Regions from separate parts of the Xenopus tropicalis genome. Here all the other regions are linked to region 2. A link is a contact called in public Hi-C data. All regions are on one chromosome and are shown on one strand. The core of a region is the stretch at or near the end of the contact, and the rest is flanking DNA. Distances in the headings are between cores, read along the strand shown.

Region 1 (4,719 bases), core at 794-3,293, 100 kb before region 2:
TGTTTTCTTAAGCACGAGTGCTCATTAGTAAGCCATCCGAGCAGCCTTGCAGCTTCAAAGGGGACAAATCTGCCTTGAGGTCATCAAAACATGGAACACTTCAACTCTTTTAGTGGCATTACCTCAACATGGGATTTTTCTGTAAATACAATGCATGAAGATAGCATGACCTTTATACTACAATATAACTGCGTTTCTGTTTAAATATTTAGCAAAACACTTTTTGTGTGTCACAACTCACAGAAGCTGCATTTATATCCATACCCCATTTAATACAATAGCTTTACTAAAGATAGACGCAAGGTGTGAGCAGTCATGCATACATATCACCTATTGCCATTGGATCAGTGCTTAATTCCGAGAGTTCAACTTACTCTTTGGGGAAGGGGATGGGCTGCAGAAGAATGGCCAAGGCTGGCCTCCAATCATCGTAGTCTGACCTATAATAAAAAAAAAGCATATTGTTATTGTGGATTTCTTAATCTAATACTCCAGCATGGTATATCAATTTATTATATATATTATGAATATCACAAAAAAATGAGTAAAATAAATACTGAGTAAAGTAAAAAGTTTGTTTTAGGAAAAAGACTTATTAGCACTTGTTATGCTTCTATGGAAGAATCCATTTCCTGTTATTCACATCCCTATTTTTATTTTTATTCTGGCTAACATTGCAAGTCTTGGGTTTCTCTATGGCAGGGTATAAACTATATAAATATTAGAAAGCTGGACTAGTAATGTAAAAGAAAATAAAAGAGCATAATTAAAGAATGACAGTGGGAACTATAACTCCCACTGTTCATTGCTAGCCATCTTCATCTATAAATACAATCTATTGCTTGCCATGCGCAGAGCTGTAATTCCTTGCATTCTCTCGCTTTGACTATCATATTTCTTTTTGTTTGTATTTCCCAGAATGCCTTTCCACAACTGCAAATGTGCAAGGAGACCTTTACTCCTATAAAAGCCTAAACAGTCTCCGTCTTCTTGTTTAACAGCTAAAAAGGTAACAATAAATCCAAGTGATCTGAGCAATAGGATTGCACATTGCGGAAAGCATACTGGTCATATACTATATATAGAATTAACCATACATTTCCATCTTTAGGAGAACACATTTACAGTATTAAAAGAATAAATACTACAATTCTAAATGTCACTCTGCAGAAGAGATATTTTCTATGATAGAAACAACACACTACTTTTGTGACCACAAAACAGAGAAATGTGCATTTACCACAAAGACATGGTAAGTCCGTAAAGCTCTTCACAATAACTAGAGGACAGAGACAGTTTTATATCTGCAAGTGAAGGTTTCCAGAATTCAATTTGTATTTTTAAGAAATCACCTGTGAAATTTGTTACCTCATGGAAAAGAGTTCTAGTCTGTCAATGTTCAGTTCCAGCAGGTAGATATGTGCGGCACAAAAAATACCTGACTTTTACTGTCAGAAAGGTGTCATGGCTGGAATTGAACCTAGGAACCCAGTGCAGCAAGGCAGCAATGCTAATCTATGTGCACATCTACTATCACCTGTTTTGGTGATAGACATAGAACATAAAACAGAAAATAATAGTCATACTGTAATTCATTCCTTTAGGTGTGGTTTTCCAAACCTGGATAATTAAATATAATTTTAATTTCAGGGTTTTAATCCTAAAGTCCAACATTTCCAATGAAAATTTTTTTTTTTTAATCAAAGCTTTCTTTCTTTTTTTTTTTTAACCAATGCCAATAAAAAATATTTAGACACAAATGTATTAAGTTTCATGAACGTTCAGGTAGAGGGGTAATTAGTGTATTTAGTTGAAATGGGTTGAAATAATGACTGGGCTGCTTTCTGTGGTTCAGAGAAATGGGCCCACCTACAAGTTGGAGACCCTTGGAAAATAATTTTGTAAATCAACCAGCTGGAGAGTCACCAGAAGGTTACTGATACAGAAAACATTTCCTAAAGCTTCTCTCCTGTCACACTGAGCAACAGAACAGAGCAGCGGAGAGCAAGGAGACACTTCCTGCATCAGTAAGATAAGCTTCTAGCTGCCATATAGAACAGCAGGAACCAGTTGATAAAAGGCCAGTACTACACTGGGCTGTTTCTCAGCCTGCTTCTAAGCAGAGGTCAAGAAACAGTCCATACTCTTTTGCGTGTCTAGGCACTAACAGGCACTGTGTTGGCCTCAGTACAAACACACGGAACATTTTTCAGCAAAGAAATACGCAGGTATGCTTTTTTTGCACTGAAATCCGCTCCATGTGTCACGATGTCTGTCAATGCCCAGATGCACACAAGCATATGCAAGTGTGGCACTAGGCTAACATATAACTAAAACAGCCTCCCAGGAAACCAGTTGCTTTATCTGCCTCGAAGTCAAGGAACAGGGCCAGCAGAACAAATTGTTAGGCGCATGTTTCTGCTGCTCTGGACAGGTAATGTCATTAAGGTCTTGGCAGCCTCTTTGAATTACACTTTCAATGCAGTCTGCCAGCACAACAAGGGTCTCAAAAGAAAAGGAAAAATGTTAAATTCATGTTGTGTTCTTCAGCTCCCAGCATTCTTAGCTTATCAATCGATCCAAAACCTTTAATGGCAGCGAGTGGCTGATTCCTGGTACCTGGCTGGATTTACAAGTGCAAACAGCCAGCCTTTTTAACAGCATGCTGCCATAGCATTTGAGAATGTATACCTTAGCTTAGCGGAGTGGTTTATGGGGGAAGAGTTGAACCGAGCCTTCTAACATCATTTCCTTTTTTCTTAAAGGACATCATATTTTGCTAAATGCCACAGACTTACGCAATTTCCTATCAGATGTTTTCTGATTTAGAGAAGTGGTTTCCCAATTTCTCAGAAAATGAAAATGAGCTTGAGCAGAAGAAACTCTTAACCAGATCTACCGCTGGTATCAGAAACAGCAGAGTTACTGCCTAAGGTGTATCCATTGCAAACATATCCAGAATATAGTAAACCATTGCAGGTAACGGTTTCTAGTGGCAGATGTTGCACCTAGCTACCTGTAACAGCACTACAACAAAATCTGACCATAGGAGGCTGATACTGCCTACCAACTTGGTCTCTTCTGACTCCTAAGTCATCAGCGCGCTCATCTGTGTACAGGGTCAAAACATCAGTCTCCCTAATCGACCGATTGGGCCTCAGAAAGATACTGATTAGGTCGGCTAAAAGAACATACGTTCTGCTCTCGGTAACAGGTCCATAAAGGCCTCCCTTCACTGGGGGAGTTCAACCCTAGATCTTTATCTGTTTTTAAATATTTAACTGGTTTTCTTAAGTTAAACCTCCAGTTCATAATTAAACCTTAGAAAATGAGTTAAAATGAATAGACTTTAGATAGCTAATCCAACAGTTTGGGGCCCATATGCTCACTGATAATGAACATGGTGCCTAAAAATACTGTATCTTTGCAAAGGGGAAGAAGCACTCCAGTGTGTCGGCAATGCCTTTAAATCATTTATTTGCAGAATAAGCTTCTTCAGGTCACCCCCGAAAGCTTGTGCTGTTTGTTCATTTCTGCAAATAAATGATTTAAAGGCATTGCCGACACACTGGAGTGCTTCTTCCCCTTTGCAAAGATACATGGAAAAAAGGCTTGGGAGCGGCTGTGGAAGTTAAGCACCCTTTGAGAACATGTATGTAACTGGTGTGCTAAAGATTTTTGTTTATGCCTAAAAATACTGTGTCATGCCTGCCCAACATTCAACCTCAACAACTCTCACCCAAGAATTCCCAAACAGGCTTACTTCTGTGCTTATTAAATCATTATTAAATTACTTTTAGATTGGGAAAATTTTAGCTGGAGTGCAGTGGCATGACTAGATGCTACTGTGCCCCACAGCAAATTAAATTTAGGGAATAAAAACATTGCTAATTTGACCATTTCTACCAAGATATTCTTAAATTGCTAATTATTTAGGAACTTACTCTTTTCACAGAGAAGTCAGTGCAGCGTTTCTGTGAGTGCTTATGGCTGTATTTACATAGACCTTTCTGATAAAGCTTACTTAGTTTTTACCTTTCTTTCTCCTTTAATTATGCCCCTGCTGGTGTGTAAGATGAACTGACAGATATAAAAGAGATCTAAACTCAAGCAATTAATTGATGTGCTTGTCTGATCACTTTTTCATTACTTTTCAGCAGTTTCTTGGATATATGCAGCTTTTAGCTCAAATAAGAATCAGCAACCCAGCGGTTAACTGAATCCATTATGTGCACAGAAAATACATAGACAGTCTGTGTTGGTGACACTCTTGGCCTTTAAAAGGAGCTGCCAAGCCAAAAAATTACAAATAGAAAATTAATGTAAAAGTGCTCAGAGAAGCACAAAGAGTAAGTTTACATCTATTTATTCTTTTAGATTCTCTTTAAAGTCATATTGACAGGTTCCTATCAATGATAGTAATCGTACCCATATAACTACTAAAGCACTACACTTTTTTTCCAAAACCCACCACCAGTCACACTGGTCTGGACTGCAACACCCCCAGCCCAGTGTGACTGACACAGCCAGCTTTCCATTGGCTGCTGTGGAAAGCAGGTTAACACATTTATACACTATTTCAATTCATCATAGCTTCCCCCCCACACCACAACATAACCAAACCACAGTTAAAGGTGAAATAGCAACTCTGGCACCATGGAATAACAGCTATGGAACATGTTTTGATCACTATTACCTGTGCTGAGGATCAAAATACCT
Region 2 (4,691 bases), core at 644-3,143:
ATTCTGTTATTGGTTAAAAAAAAACTGCTAGTCTATTCAAAAGAGTATATTTACACCTTTTATTTGTAATATCAATATTCATAAACTTAAATAACTAATTGCAAGGTTGAATTATTGTCTAAAGGTAGTGTTGCCTTGAAAATGTATATACAGTGATGCAGAAATGCCCACCTTAGCTACAGCATGGCTGGTGCACCTGCATTCTGTATGAACAGCAGCGTACAGTGCTGAATAAATACAAAGCCCTTTTATTGATCTTTGAACACAATAAAGGGAGGCTTTGGAGGGTTTCTGTTCATAATAGGAGACTTTCTCCCACTCATTTACATGAATACACCTTCAACAATTTCCAACCACACATGTAAAAGCTATGGTTAAACAATGCTGCTGATATATATATATATATATATATATATATATATATATAATCTTTGCTACTTTACTGTACAATTCAGGAATACTGCTCTCCACAGCTGCTACACTACAACTCCCAGAATCCTGCCTAGACTGGTAGGGATGCTGGCTGCTGACTGGACACCCCTGGTATGTGACAGACCATCAAACAGACTTACCGTGGCTGAGGTCAGGCTGTTATCTGCCAGGGTCAGGTGATGAGGTTCCCACCTCCTTAGGAATTTGGAGGTGAGGATCTTGCTGAGAAAGGTCCGGGGGTGCCTTATAGCGCAGACCTGAATGTCCCCTTCTTGGAGCAGTTTATACCTCATGCCACTGAAGTGCAGGAGGGATCTCCTACATGGTACAGCTCCCATCTTACTGCCCCCTGTAGCAGACATCTCCCCCAGCAGTGGCTTGTTCTCCTCTATCTGCCTGTGCTCACTGCCTCCACATGAGCTGTTAGTAAAATCCATGGCAGCCAGTGAGACTGGATATATTCCTTCTTTTATTAAATCCCAACAACAAAGAGTGCAGAGAGGAAGGGGACAAAAATCCGAACGCCAGAAGACAGCAGATCCCCTAAAAAAATCCACCCCTAAAAAGAAAATAAAAGCCTTAAAATCTCAGCAGTCCCCCCCAGGAAGCTGGTGCTGGGGAATTCCAGTGTCCTACTTAATTAAATCCATATTTTATCCAAGGTGTGAAGCAACAAGAGCCAGATCTTAGCAGTGAGGGGAAGCCTGCCTTGGGTCCCCTTTGTCTGTGATCAGAGCTCTGTTTCCTTTTTTCCTGCATGTATCTGTGTATTGCCTGTGTTAGTGTGTGTTCATTTGTGCTTGTGTGTGTATATGTGTGAGTGTGGGGATGTGTATGTGTGTGTGCCACTGAGAAGCAATTGCTAAAAGATTGCAGGAGCTGCTTCCCTCTGATTGGCTCTCGCTGCGTCATGTGGTTAGCCAATGACGTCAATGGCAGAAGCGAGCAGATCAGGATGCACATTCTGTGTGTCTGCTGCAGGGGAGGGTGTCATAAATAGGAGAACGCGGAGGGGGGGGGGAGTTGGGGACAGGAGTAGGGCACATCCTGGCCGACATTTTTAAAACACCTGAGCGTGTTAACACGGTCCAAACTTGCAATAAGCATAAATCAGCGCATACATTATGTTTCGCAATCTCGTTACAAGCGAATAATAGCGTGTGGGGAAATAAATAGGGTCAGCTGATTAGGAACTTATCCCTGATCAGTGGGGATTTGGAACGAGCCCTGCTTAACGTTCTTAGACATCGTTGTTTAAACAGCCTCTCCGTAAAGCTCTGTGTCAGCTAATGCGATGTGTTTCGCTAATCATCTCTGGTTACCAAGCAGAGACCCCCCTTCCCCCCTGCAGGCTGCGAGAGGCTCTAGGAATGTGGCGTTTGTTATGGTACCACTTGTCTCTCCGCTAAGATTTTTTTTAAAAACAGCACAGACAGACTTAGAAATAGATGCAGATCCATGTGATCCCTGCGCTTCCGGGTGGGTGACCTATGCAGTGAGTGAATGGCATGTGGAGATTGCAGGGCCAGAAATACTCAGGGCGGGTCCGGGACTTGCACTCTGATGTGCCCTGTCACTCACTGCATGATAACAGGGCTGTGCTTCCTGCTTGGCCCTCTCCTCCTTGCATTTATTTTTACTTCAGGTGTGTTGCCTAAAAATTGGTCTTTTCACAGATTTACTTCTTACTGGGGGTCTTTTTATAAAGTATTGATATTCTAATTTTTTTTAGACACATACCTGGTTACAGGACTGATCTGACAAACAATGTATATTTTTGTTTATATGGTGCTACTTATGTATGCAGCACTGTAACAGCAGAAAAATAAATAAATTAATAGAACAAACAGGGAACATTACAATAATATATACAAAGTACAGTTAAAGACTAAGGGGCAGATTCATGAAATCACGAGTTTGAATCCCGAATGGGATAAATTCGGATTGGATACGAAAATTTCTGAAGATCGCAAATATCGCGAAAATGCTTACGAAAAAATCGCATTAGTCACGATAATATCATATTGGCGATCCGAAAGTCACAAAATTTTCGTACCGAACGATTGTAAACAGCGGGAAAACCTTTCCGTACGAAAAAGTTGTGAGGGCGTCAAAAAATTCGCAGAAAATACGCTCGGAGCTTTCGAATGAATGCTCCGAGCATCCGTGTCTTAGTAAATCTGTGCCTAAAGGTGGCCATACACTGTATGATCTGCTTGCTTGTCCTAAAGGACTGATATTGTCAGCTAAAATGGTATGTGTAATCCATTTTACACAAAACAGCTTTCGCATATATATTATTTAAAGTCCATTAAACCAATTGTTTACTTTCCAATTAGAATTTTAATACAAAGACTGAGAAACAGATGTTGTTCATTTAAACGCAACACTTTCTTCTATCTTACAGTCTTATACAAAAGAGTTATATTTCTTTGGCAGTGTAACACTTAGGTAGAACTGCAATACATCAATTAAATGTGGGAACCCCTGCCACAATCCTTTCAAACTTGGGTAATATGCAGACATTATTGGCAAGACCACTATAATTGGGAAGTTTATTCAAAATGTGTGTAACTTAATCTGGAACTGTGACATCAGTAATACCTGTATTTCCATTATGTCTGCCTTATCATGTTAAAGGAAGACGGGAGCATTCTAACCTGAATTGATGGCTTCCTAAACACCCAGTAGTCCCTTGCTATGCTTTATATGCAGATCTCATGGCACCTCCAAGAAGTCCCACTCCTTATAGTCTCCTTTAATTAAATCTGTGCAAAAAAAGAGACATGTCCTGCCTTATGCAGACTGTAGCAGGTACGGTCTTACAGTGGTACGTAATCAATATATCACTAAAATAAGCTTTACTAGTAGCTGAGTGGTAACATTTCACTAAACTCTGCCTCAGTCAATGTATTTGCTTGCCATAAATAAACACACTGATATCCTCTTAGAATGCCCCCATATTCACACCCTACTCGGAATTCTCTGAAGCTTATGTCCCATGGGGAGATTAGTCCCCATTATAAATCTCTGCTATCGTGGGCAGCTAATTTCCCTTAAATGCCTTTCCACCGGCAACAAAATTTGGTGGTGGGAAGACATATGCGTTGCTTTGCTTTCCAAAGTCGCACAAAGTTGCTTGCAGGAGGAAACTTGCGATGAGCCTAAAATAAGTATTTGTCACACACTACATAGTTTTAAATGACCAATAAAAATTTAAATGGGTTTATTTAATATAATTTTACTTAGCACTGATAAAACTGTGTGTTCGCTTCATCCCATGGGGGCAGCCATTAAAGTTGAAACTATAGGCTCTAGGGTCTTAATTTACTTGGCAGATAAGATGTGTAGAATACAATGGTTTTAGGTGATGTTCAGTAACTAAAGCAAGGATAAAATGCCATTCATGGTTACAAAAACATTTTCACTTTATGGCATAACTGCTCCTTTAACTAGAAACATTACATACTGTCATTTTCAAAGGGCTGATGACTATTGTAGCACTTATATATAATAATACCAACAATAGTAGTAGTACACACACTGTAGTAACAATTTTAGCAATACTTTGGCAGGAAAAATTCAATGTGCAAAATGACACAATGTAAACACATACTTTTTTGATACACAATAATGTTTTATATCTAATACAAAATGTGCAGGTATGGGATCTTTTATCTGAAATGCCAGTTTCCCACTATTGTGTTTGTATGTGACAAATTCTTGAACTTGAAGTCCTGCTTTCCGGAGTATCTGGGCACCACCCACTCTCTAATCTTCGTTCTCCCGCCATTAACCTGGCAAGAGTGACAGGAATGCTGAGAGAGCTAGTTTCCAGATTGAGTGAAGCTTTTGCAGCAATGCTATTTTCTAAGGATTTTCTTAAGAAGTTTTCTCAACTCTGTTTGCATGCTCCACCTAGCGGTAGATTTTAGAATATATTAGTATTAACTTATAAATAAAAGCATCTCAGAACAGTTTAAAGCAGGGGGCTCAAACTCAATTTACCTGGGGGCCGCAGGAGGCAAAGTCAGGATGAGGCTGGGCCGCATAAGGGATTTCACAAAAAATTGGCTTTCAAGGGATAATGCAAGGCACGGCGGGCGGGAGCTGCTGATTGCGGAAATGACGTTATGCCATCATAACAGTTATTATGGGAAGACGTTCTGTGTTGTGCACACAGAACGTCTTCCCATAATAACTGTTATGATGGCATAACGTCATTTCCGCAATCAGCAGCTCCCGCCCGTCGTGCGTTG
Region 3 (4,808 bases), core at 703-3,202, 64 kb before region 2:
TGACAGCTCTGACTAAGCAATACAGTAAGTTATAGAGAAACACTAATTACCTAATACACAGAACTGTTACCAGTTTTTTGCATTTCTGTGTTTGTACTGCAGTGACCATTATCTACATCTAGAATTTGACACAACAAATATCCAGGCTGCTCAGAGAAAACTGACTTGGAAAGCATGGAGGATTGTCCTTTCATGTGAAAAACAACACACTGGCAATGCTAATACTGATCTGAAGAGAATATAGAGAGCATTTGAGTTACCATAGAAACTAGAGACAGGGTTGTTTTTCAGTGAAGAGTCATTTGGAGGTCTCTAGATAAGATGCAATATTAGACTGGGTGGGGGGGTTAAGAGAAAATTGTTATGGCAGGTGGGGTTACCACCAGTATTTTACGCCTCTGCCAGTAAAAAACTATATTTGATGCAATATTTATTAATAGGGAAGAAATAAAAAGGCAGCCTGTATTTCCCAAAATATGTGGCAACACAAAAGATGATGAGGTAACAGTTATTTTAGATTTTTATAAGCAAAAAATATATATTGTGAAGCTTCTGTTTTTGCACAGGTATGGGATTCTTTATCCGAAACCTGTTATCCATAAATCGCTAAATTAAGTGTGCCATCTCCCTAACACTCCATTTTAATCAAATAATTAAATTTTTTAAAAATGATGTCCTTCTTCTCTGTAATAATAAAACAGTGCCTTGTACTTTTTTTTTTATCTTTTTTTATTGTAACTAAGATATTATTGGAGGCAAACCAATCCTACTGGTATAATTTAATGATTAACAGATTTTTGAGTGAGTTAAGGCATGGAGATCCAAATTATGTAAAGATCCCTTATCTGGAGAATCCCAGGTCCCAAGCATTATGGATAACTGGTCCCATACCTGTATCGGGTGGAAGCAGGTAGCCTCACTTGAAGAGGAACTGTTTAATACTTAAAAACTTAAATGCGGAAATAAATCTGCTTTGCAAATAATCTTTATTAACTTTAGAGCCTTTATTATATTTAACCTTTTGTTAGTGAGATTTTTCCCACCTGCAACTAATACATTCTGGCTGTGAGACCCTGACAGACTGTACCTGGACTAAATGGCTGATACCAGCAATTTGCAGTACATTATTACATTACTGGGTGTTGTGTACGGCACCAAAATGTTGTGTATAGTGTAGATGTAGTATATTACAAATATACTGGATATTCCAAGATTTACCACAACCAGGTAAAAGGAAACAACCACGGTTCTTTTCCAGAGATGAAGCTAATTTATTTCGATTATCCAGCCCAGAGACAGCAAATGATACAGAGTTCCTTTTAAATATGCCCACAGGATCTGTTCTATAGGGATCAGCCTTCAGGACTTCTCCCTAACCTAACTCATAGAAATTATCAATCCAGCTCCCTGGTTATACTGTTTCTATCCCATTGACCAAAATGGGGAATGGTTCTGATTGGCTCACAACAAGTTTAAACGTGTATCTTAATCTAACCAACTAATTTCTTTAGATGTTTCTTTACCAATAACAACTGTATAAACAATTCCACTTTGAAATACAAAAGACCCCTCCTACAGATTGTTTTTCGGGGTCTCCTGCTGTTAGATCACCTTGGACATTAGCATATAAGTTAGGAATAATAGATACCAAGATAAGCATCCTGTATAGACCTAACTTATTTTGCATTTGATTAGAAGTGATTCTTTGAAGTAGGTAAAACTAGTATCTGGGTCATAAAATTACAGATAAACGTCTACTACTTGACTTGGAGTCTCTGATAATACTTTGAAGTAGTCAGGAACTACCAAGAATGTGTAAATTAATTATACAGCCCTTGTATTCAAATCCTGTGTGCAATATGTCTGCCCCCAACACCTTTGTTTATCCCCATACATATTGCTACACTGGGTTGCTCACAGTAAGAAATAAAAATAGGGTGGAGGAAGTTAAATAATAATACAGATTAAACTGTAGAAAAGGAATGTACTTGTATGTTTATAGAAATTACAGTCTCTCTTTTAACATCAGGTGAATAAGTAAAAAATCAGTACACAATGGTTTGTATACAGTTAGGAACTACCAGCTTGAATGGGATAGTGAAAAGTGCAAAAGAAACTAGGACATTTTTCTGCTAGGAGGTAAGGAGTCAATAAATCAGTTAATTTGGCTATACAGGTAAAAGCTCATGGAAACATTAATTATTTCTTAGTTTTCCATAGTTAGCTTGTGTGTGGCAAGCAAAAATTTTAAAGAGGTGTTTGCACACCTTTTGTTGTTTTTCTTATCGGACTTCACAGTTGATATAAGGTTTCCAGCCTGTCCACTTTATAGGTGCAACCACTAATTAAGTACTCATTGCAACAGGTGCAAAGTGAAGGATCTGTTCAGTCCCTGAGCAGTTGACAATGGCACAATGAGCAATTTTGAAAACTTTAAGCGCCAATTTTTTGGTGGACAAATAAAAAAAGGCAACACTGAAAGCAACAGCCTGCCACCCCTAGAATGTTTTTCCAGGAAACCACCTGACAAGCACTTACACATACCTATATGTGGGGATGGCTTTGGGTGGTTTGGCATTTTTGGGCTACATAGTGCTCAAGGCACCCAAATTTGGCCCATGTGCCACTGCCCTAAAAAGCAATGACAAACAGAAAAAAAGACAATAGAGAAGTTGCATATTTTAACAGGAAAAGGGTAGCTGGAGAGAAAAAGGGAAAACACAAACAAAATCTTTCATGGGAAAATAAACATCTAAAAAAGCTATTTGTACATTTAAGGGCAAATGCAAACTAGATGGATTCACTACTTTCCTCTGCTGGCATTTTTTTTGGATGCAGAAGAAAGCGGACCCACTCTTATGTGCACACCCCAGTAGCTCCATTAACAGACCCGGCATCAGCCTATGTGGGGCTATGTGGAGCAAATATCGGCACAAAAACGCAAGCGTATGGATTTTTGCCCCGATATCCTCTCTGTGTAGCTCCACACAGGTTGATGCCGGGCCAGTCAATGGAGCTGTGGGATGTGTGTGCGATGGTATACTTCCCAACATTTTGAAAACGGAAAGAGGGAAAAAAATAAATGCTGTGCGCAGTGCGGCAAATTTTTGGACCACACCTAATTTTTGGAACCACACCCCCTAAATACCACTCCCATTTGACTAAATTTGGCAGGTTATTTAAAGTTTGAACACATTTCTCTGTTTTTTGAGGTCCTGTTTTATGTGTAATTACAGTTTTGCTGAAAAGGTGAAATTGCCCTTTAAAGAATAAGTAAACCTTTTTTTTTTTTTTTTTTTTTTAGTAAAATTACTCTAAACAGCCTCCAGAATTACTTACCTTTGTCCCAGCATTCTCTCTGACCTGGTTCCTCAGTAAGAACGTGTTTTTTCTCTTTGCTTCCTTGTGCAGAGTGAAGCCCGCCCCCACTTCCTGTTCTGGTCTCTCATCAAAAAAAAAAAAAACCCTGCTAATGCACAGACTGGCTCCTGCTGCCTCCAGGCATGCGCAGAAGGCTCTCCACTCCGACAAGGTTGTCGAATTGAAGAGAGAACTGAACAGGGAGTAGGGGCGGGGCTTCACTCTGCACAAGGAAGCAAAGAGAAAGAACACCTTCTGACTGAGGAACCAGGTCAGAGAGAATGCTGGGACAAACGTAGGTAATTCTGGAGGCTGTTTAGAGTAATTTTACTGATAGAAAAAAAAAGGTTTACTTATTCTTTAAGCTGCAAGTCTCAGTTCCCCCAAGAGACCTGTTTAGCTTATTAGTTACAATTGTATCATTTTACTTTTCTGTGCTCTCTGCCAAAGGCTTCTTATTTATTTACAAGTGAGAAACAATGTTTCTAAGTGCAGGTGACGCTCGTTAAGATTTCTGGGCTCTGTGCCAAAAGATACTTTTGATTAAATTTGTATCTTTTTTAGTTTCAGTGCAGGAGATCAAAAGGAAATGATGGACTTTTCTGTAAAAATCCGGGACTGCGGGTTAAGCTGTCAAAAGAGGGACTGTCCCACGAAAATCAGGACAGTTGGAAGGTATGCGATGGGGATGTGTGCATAAGAGCAGACCCACCTTTCTCCACGTCTATAAAAAAAAAAAAGCATGCGAAGGCAAGTGGTAAATACACTGAGGGGCCCATTTATCAAAGCACAATTGCCTCCGAATACAAAAATTTTTTATTTTTTCATACCTTGCGTATTTTCGCCCATTTTTTGCGCTAATTTGTGCGACTTTTTGGTACTGTGCGTCAAAAAATTACGCAACAAAATCGTATTGTCGCAACGAGTACGAAAGTTTCTGATTCATTCAAGCTTCGGTATTGTGACTTTCCTTTGGCCAGGTTGGAGCTGCAGAGTGCCATTGAGTCCTATGGGAGCTTCCAAAAACATGCACAGAAGGAATCAAAGTCAGAAAGGTTTTCCTGACGTTTACGACTGTTCTGATACAAAAATTTAGTGACTTTCGGATCGCCAATATGATATGGGGGGAATTCTCGCCAGTGTTTATCTATGCTTGTGGACAGAGAGGCATAGCTTGAGGAAATATAGGGGTCAGAACGACTGTCTGAAAGGTGAACAGGAAAGGATATGAATAGAAGATAAATGATAAAAATATTAGTGCCAATGAAAATCTAGCTTCTGGGAATATTCATTCTGACTGATGCCAGCTATCAGTTGGCATTTTAAGTTTCATTTTGGAGAGAAGCGAAACAGAAAGGCAAATGGATCAAACCACAAAAAAATGTCTCCAAATATCATGGCCTATGTTACACTAAAGTTTATATTTAAAGTAAATGCTGCCTTAATTT

Evidence for each region. A called contact is a pair of places that touch in the nucleus more often than the background predicts.
Region 1: a Hi-C map of liver shows a contact between it and region 2, with 4 times the contacts expected there. The contact joins the enhancer-like site here to the promoter of cmip in region 2. A contact is called at or near these places in 4 of 5 Hi-C or Micro-C datasets (brain, gastrula embryo, liver and 1 more).
Region 3: a Hi-C map of gastrula embryo shows a contact between it and region 2, with 1.6 times the contacts expected there. The contact joins the enhancer-like site here to the promoter of cmip in region 2. A contact is called at or near these places in 3 of 5 Hi-C or Micro-C datasets (brain, gastrula embryo and liver).

Annotation. Positions count from the first base shown.
Region 1 is chr4:52,425,683-52,430,401 of UCB_Xtro_10.0, forward strand. It overlaps cmip (C-Maf-inducing protein), which reads right to left. Exons shown (of 21, transcript XM_004913537.4): 11 at 375-440. Among named protein-coding and RNA genes, the nearest start is that of dnaaf1, 42 kb to the left of the region's middle. Within about 2 kb of position 2,044, at least 3 of the 11 cell types and tissues checked have an H3K27ac peak or open chromatin away from gene starts, as enhancers often do. A contact at or near this core is called in liver, where this site is marked.
Region 2 is chr4:52,528,619-52,533,309 of UCB_Xtro_10.0, forward strand. cmip (C-Maf-inducing protein) reads right to left here and starts at 1,894. Exons shown (of 21, transcript XM_004913537.4): 1 at 573-1,894. The coding sequence starts at 869.
Region 3 is chr4:52,464,144-52,468,951 of UCB_Xtro_10.0, forward strand. The region is part of intron 3 of cmip (C-Maf-inducing protein); the gene reads right to left. Among named protein-coding and RNA genes, the nearest start is that of cmip, 64 kb to the right of the region's middle. Within about 2 kb of position 1,953, at least 3 of the 11 cell types and tissues checked have an H3K27ac peak or open chromatin away from gene starts, as enhancers often do. A contact at or near this core is called in gastrula embryo, where this site is marked.